Regions from separate parts of the Ovis aries genome. Here region 1 is linked to region 2. The links are chromatin contacts, called in public Hi-C maps. All regions are on one chromosome and are shown on one strand. The core of a region is the stretch at or near the end of the contact, and the rest is flanking DNA. Distances in the headings are between cores, read along the strand shown.

Evidence for each region. A called contact is a pair of places that touch in the nucleus more often than the background predicts.
Region 1: a contact with region 2 is called in a Hi-C map of blood, with 1.7 times the contacts expected there. The contact joins the promoter of ARFGEF2 here to the enhancer-like site in region 2. A contact is called at or near these places in 2 of 16 Hi-C or Micro-C datasets (both in blood).

What each region holds. Positions count from the first base shown.
Region 1 is chr13:77,095,044-77,097,743 of ARS-UI_Ramb_v3.0, reverse strand. ARFGEF2 (ADP ribosylation factor guanine nucleotide exchange factor 2) reads right to left here and starts at 1,407. Exons shown (of 40, transcript XM_042230247.2): 1 at 1,168-1,407.
Region 2 is chr13:76,954,944-76,957,643 of ARS-UI_Ramb_v3.0, reverse strand. All of the region lies in intron 1 of PREX1 (phosphatidylinositol-3,4,5-trisphosphate dependent Rac exchange factor 1), which reads left to right. Among named protein-coding and RNA genes, the nearest start is that of PREX1, 66 kb to the left of the region's middle. Within about 2 kb of position 1,448, at least 8 of the 54 cell types and tissues checked have an H3K27ac peak or open chromatin away from gene starts, as enhancers often do.

The sequences.
Region 1 (2,700 bases), core at 158-2,657, 140 kb before region 2:
CCAACTCCGGTCAAATGTACTGATCCTCACCCCCTCTTCTCCTGAAATTCCTCATGGCGGATACTTCCTGACTTTCAGTACTTGGCTCAAATGTCCCCTCCTCAGAAAGGACTACTTTCTTGACCATGCTGTCTCAGGCCCTCTTTGTTACATTTTGCTCGTTTACAAAAAATTTTACAAAAGTAATTACAAAAAAATTTACTAGTATAGAAATATGTATTAGTATTCAAAAATGTCTTATTAATCTTTAAATTTACTTATTTCATCTCCTCTATTAGACTATGAGCTCTGTAAGGGCAAATACCTTGTCTGTCTTCTTCCCCACTGTATCCTCAGTGCCTGGTACACAGTGGGCACTTGATAAATATATATTTGCTGAATGACCGAAAACTAAAAGGATGTTGATAATGGAATCAACTACTAAGGTTTTAACTAGGGATGAATAAGACTTCTCATTGTCGCTCAGTCATCTGTGGGTCCATTCAAGTCAGTACCATCTACCGTGTGCCAGACACTGCTAGGGTTCCTGCGGTGAATAAGACAAGTATCTCTAGCTTCACAGACCCTCTGTTTGAGAAGTAGATCTCGTGCACACTACAATATCTGGCAGGTGGAGGATAACCCTCTCTACATTCCCTCCTGGAAGGAGTTATGGGCGATCCCAAATGAACGAAAAACAGTCACCACTTGGGCACTTACAAAGCAGGCCTCAGTTTTCCCTAAACCAGCTGGGCGGCTCTTCCCACCTGCCCATCTCACAAGGGACAACTCCAACCAGCAGAACCCACGTAAAGAAAAACTTGGAGGAAGAGCTGCTGCTTCTGAGGGTGACGAGGGAACGAACCAGGAAATGGGACGGCAGGGAGTCGTGGCAAGAACCCAAGGCTGGGAGGCTGGAGAGCCGGCCCTGACTGTCACCAACTTGCTGGGTGACCTTGGGCCAGTCCCGAGCTGCCAGGGTACCAGGTCCCCCTTGGATATAATAAAGCGGCCGGGCGGGTGGGCCTTGGGGTCGCGGGGGGAAAGTGGCGCCCAAGAGGCCGGGCTGAGGCCGGGTGGGGTAACGGCCGGCATGGGGAGGCCGGCGCGGAGCCGGGCCGGGGCGGCTCACCCACCGAGCGCCACCTGGCAGGCCCTGCGCAGCTGAGAGTGCTGGGGCCGCTTCACCTCCTTGTCGGCTAGGATCTTCTCCAGGGCCCGGGACACGAACATGCTCTTGGTCTGGCTCTCCTGCATGGCCCCGGCCCAGCGGGGGCTGGCAGCCCCGCGGGCTGACGGAGCGAGCGGGCGGGCGAGCGAGGCTGCGGGCCCGGCGTCCCCGCCTGCACCAGCCGCGTCCGTCCGCGCCACCCAGTCAGGAAGCGACGCCGCGGCCACACGGCGCCGCCATATTGGAGCGCGTCACGTGACCACGTGACCGGCGGAGCAGCGACGGCGTCTGTCGATCCCGTGACCTCGGGGGCGGGGCCCGTGGTAGGGGGCGGGGCCTGTGGCAGGGGCGGGGTCTGTAGCAGGGGGCGGGGCCAAGTGGGCGAGGGTCGGGGAAAGTAGGGGGGAAAAGTGGCCGAGAGAGTAGAAATGGGCGGAGGCAGGGGGCACGTGAAGGACAGAAAAAAAGAGGTGACAGGGAGGAGTGGGGGTGACGGAGGTGTGAGGAGAAAGAGGCAACGAGGAGCGTGAGGATGGGGGAGTGACCGGGTGGGAGATGAAGGAAAGACCAGGGAACTGGAGAGGAAGGAAGAGGGAAGAGAAGACTGGGAAAAAAGGCGAGAGATGGCTAGAGAGGACAGACAGGAGGCGAGGGACAGAATGGGGAGAAAGTTGGGGAGGGAGAGATGATAGGGGAGTCAGGGGAAGTCAGGAGGAACAAACGAGAGGAAGCTGGAAGTGCAGGTGAGGGAAGGGAGGAGGCGAGCGGGAAGTGAGGGGCCGTGGGGAGACGGCGAGAGAGCAGGGAGGAGAGAGCCGGGAGGAAGAAGAGCGCTCAGGGGCGGAGCAGGGGCGTGGGGGAAAGACGGGGGAGAGGGGCGTGAGGAGCCAGGGAGGGGAGGACGCGAGGAAACAGGCCGGGACAGGGAGAGAGCAAGGGAAGGCGGGGTGAGGCGTGGGGCGAAAGGGCAGGTGAAGGGAAGGCTGAAGCAGAAAGAGCGTTTGGAAGGAGGTGTGTTTATGCACACTCTCCAAACGGGATTTCCCCACCTCAGTGGCAAGACACGCAGCCTTCCTGCCCCTGGAGTAGAGCCGACTCCTGGCTTTCAGTCCAGGTGCTGCGTCCCTGCGCGGTGGTGTCAGCAAGGACCACCCCAGTGCACCTCCCCCTGGAGTGTATCCATCTATTCCCGTAAATCCCTGGTTCTTCCCAGTTCTGTGTCTCAGGGGGGGGTTGGAGCGTGTGGGGGAGGGGGGCACTTGGGGGCATCAGACAGGGGAAGAAGGCAAACATGGCCAGAGTCACAGGCCTGCCAGGGAGGGTAGGAGACAGTTATTCCGGCCCACTGTCTCCCACAGCCAGTGATGTCACACCAGTGGTGATCTCCACTGGACCCTCCCTTGAGCTTCCCCTCGGGGTGCTGTGGTGCTTCCGGGATCATGCAAGAGCAGGGTCTTCCGTGGAATCTTCTAAACTTCTGACACAGACATGCTCAGATTCTCAGGTGTCAGCTCCAACATCTCAGGGAGGCCCTGTCCCCCTCCAGCACT
Region 2 (2,700 bases), core at 199-2,698:
GGAATGTGATGGGGCTGGGTGAAAACTGGGTACCTTTTCTTGGGGCCTGGAAGCTGGGTGGTGGGTTGTTGTCGTTTGGTTGGTAAGTCATGTTTGACTCTTCTGTGACCCCACGGACTATAGCCCACCAGGCTCCTCTGTCCTTGGGATTTCCCAGCTAAGAGTGCTGGAGTGGGTTGCCATTTCCTTCTCCAGGGGATCTTCCTGACCCAGGGATCAAACCCAAGCCTCCTGTATTGGCAAGTGGATTCTTTACCACCGAACCACCAGGGAAGCCCCTGGGTGGTGAGTATTGGGAGTCTTTTCCAGATGACTAATTGGTTAGTCAATTAAACTCTAATATGTCAAGGATCTTCTGTGCTGGGTCAAGTCCCAGTCTCTCTGAGGGTACAGCAGTGACCTAGACGGATCATCAGATCCTGTTTGGAACTCATATTCCAGTGGAAATGATGTGCAGTGACAGGTGCTGTGAAGAAAACAGGCCAGGAGGAGGGTCAGGTATTGTTTTTAGGATGACCTCAGAGAGATTGAATGCCTAACCCTAACCCTTTGCACTGACTGTTCCCACTACTCAGAATGCCTGCAGAGCTGCTTCTTCACCTGTCTCCAGGTATCTGCTCAGATGCCATCTCCTTAAAGAGGCTTTCCCTGAGCATCTCCCAAACACTCCCTCATTCCGTCTCTCTCTGGTCCCTCATCTTGCTTTATTTTTCTTCATAATGCTCGTCCCCACCTGCCATGTTATTTTAAAATCAGTCTGAGCGCTGAAGAATTGATGCTTTTGAACTGTGGTGTTGGAGAAGACTCTTGAGAGCCCCTTGGACTGCAAGGAGATCCAACCAGTCCATCCTAAAGGAAATCAGTCCTGAATATTCATTGGAAGGACTGATGCTGAAGCTGAAACTCCAATACTTTGGCCACCTGATGCGAAGAGCAGACTCATTGGAAAAGACCCAGATGATGGGAAAGATTGAAGGCAGGAGGAGAAGGGGATGACAGAGGATGAGATGGTTGGTTGGCATCACCGACTTGATGGACATGAGTTTGAGCAAGCTCTGGGAGTTGGTGATGGACAGGGAAGCCTGCTGTGCTGCAGTCCATGGGGTCACAAAGAGTCGGACAAGAGTGATCTACTGTACTAATAGTCTTGCCACTGCTCCATGAGGGCAGATTCGGTCTGATTTGTTCATTTACTGATGTATCATTGGCTCGTAGCACAGTGCCTGGCACTTGGTAGGTGGGCAGTGAGCGTTGAGTAAATAGGCGAGTGCAGGAGTAACTCGATCGCCCCATGGAGAGGTCGTGTCTGTGTCTCCAGCACCCAGTTCCATGTTGGGCGCACAGTAGGTCTGGGGTCACACTTGTTGGCGTGGGTGGCGTGACAGCCTCCCCCCGAGAATGTAATCATAAGCAAGTTCCTGTTTCCTCACAGGCCAGCCCACTTCTGTCTGCCAGCCTCTGTGCCACTTCTTCCAGGAAGTCTTCATAGTTGGTGTTTACCTGCATCATCTTGCTTACGCCTCAGCAACTGCCTCTTTTTTTTTTTTTTTTTGTGGATGAAGAAATAGACTCCGAGGAAGAAGTTCAGTGACTCTGAGGTCACGCGGTTGGCAGGCGGATGCAGCAGGGTGGCGAGTGCGGGGGAGGGCAGTGGCTGGCTTTGCATGGCAGCGAGAAGGATGTGGTGACATCGTACAGTCTGTGAAGCTCTCCCCGCCGCCGTTTCACTGCGCCCTGGAGATGGTGAAGCAATCGATAGAAAGACTGTTTTTAGGATGAAAAATACAACAAGTCAACAAAACGTAGGATAAACACAAGGAGATCTGTACGTGGGGTTGGCCCAATTCCAGAAGTTTCCTTAGGAAACACAGTGGGTTCATGTCTGTCTCCCTATCAGTTCAAGGTGGGGCTGGGGAGGTTATACCAGCGGATGCTCGACTGAGGCCTCACTGTGTACCAGGCACCACTCAGAGTGCCGGATGTGTGTGTTAGCATCCATAATCCTCGCTGAATTCCTGTGTACCCATTTTACAGAGGACGAAACTGAGGCAGAGAGAGGTGAAATCAGTTGCTTGAGGTCACATAGTTTGTCAGTGGCTCTGTGCTCCTGGAAGAGGCCTGATGAAAGAGGGTGCTTGCAGAGGAGAGGGTGCAGCAGTTTTCGATCTCAGTCAGAGTGATGGTGGTGACTGTGGGTGGAGGATGCTCTCATGTTCTGCCCCAGGCTGTGGAAGTGCCAGGCTGGCTCCTGGGGCGCCGGGCCAGGGGGAGCACCTTCCTGGGGGCCCTGGCGGTTTCCAGGGTCAACACAGAGAAGGAGGGGTGGGCAGCTCAGAGGCCCCGCTGCAGAAGGACAGCCTGGCTTTGTCTCTGCCAGTGGGCACTACTTGCTCTGAATGGGGACATCTGCCCTCCAGGAGGAGAACGCAGACTAGCCTCCTTGGTGCTGCAGAAGTGATAATCGGGCTGAGCAGGGCGAGCCTGGCGTGTGGAATAACCTCTCCTATCCAGTTTTTTTTTTAAAGCATGTATTTATGTTACAAAATGACTTTTGATTTCAAAGCAGAAATTTGGGAAAAAACAGAAATGAAGGAGAAAATTGAAATTACTTATCATTCCACTAGCTTCCATGGCTAGTGATAAAACCCACACATTAGTGCCTTAAATGATACGGAATTTTCCTTCCTGCTGAATTACAGG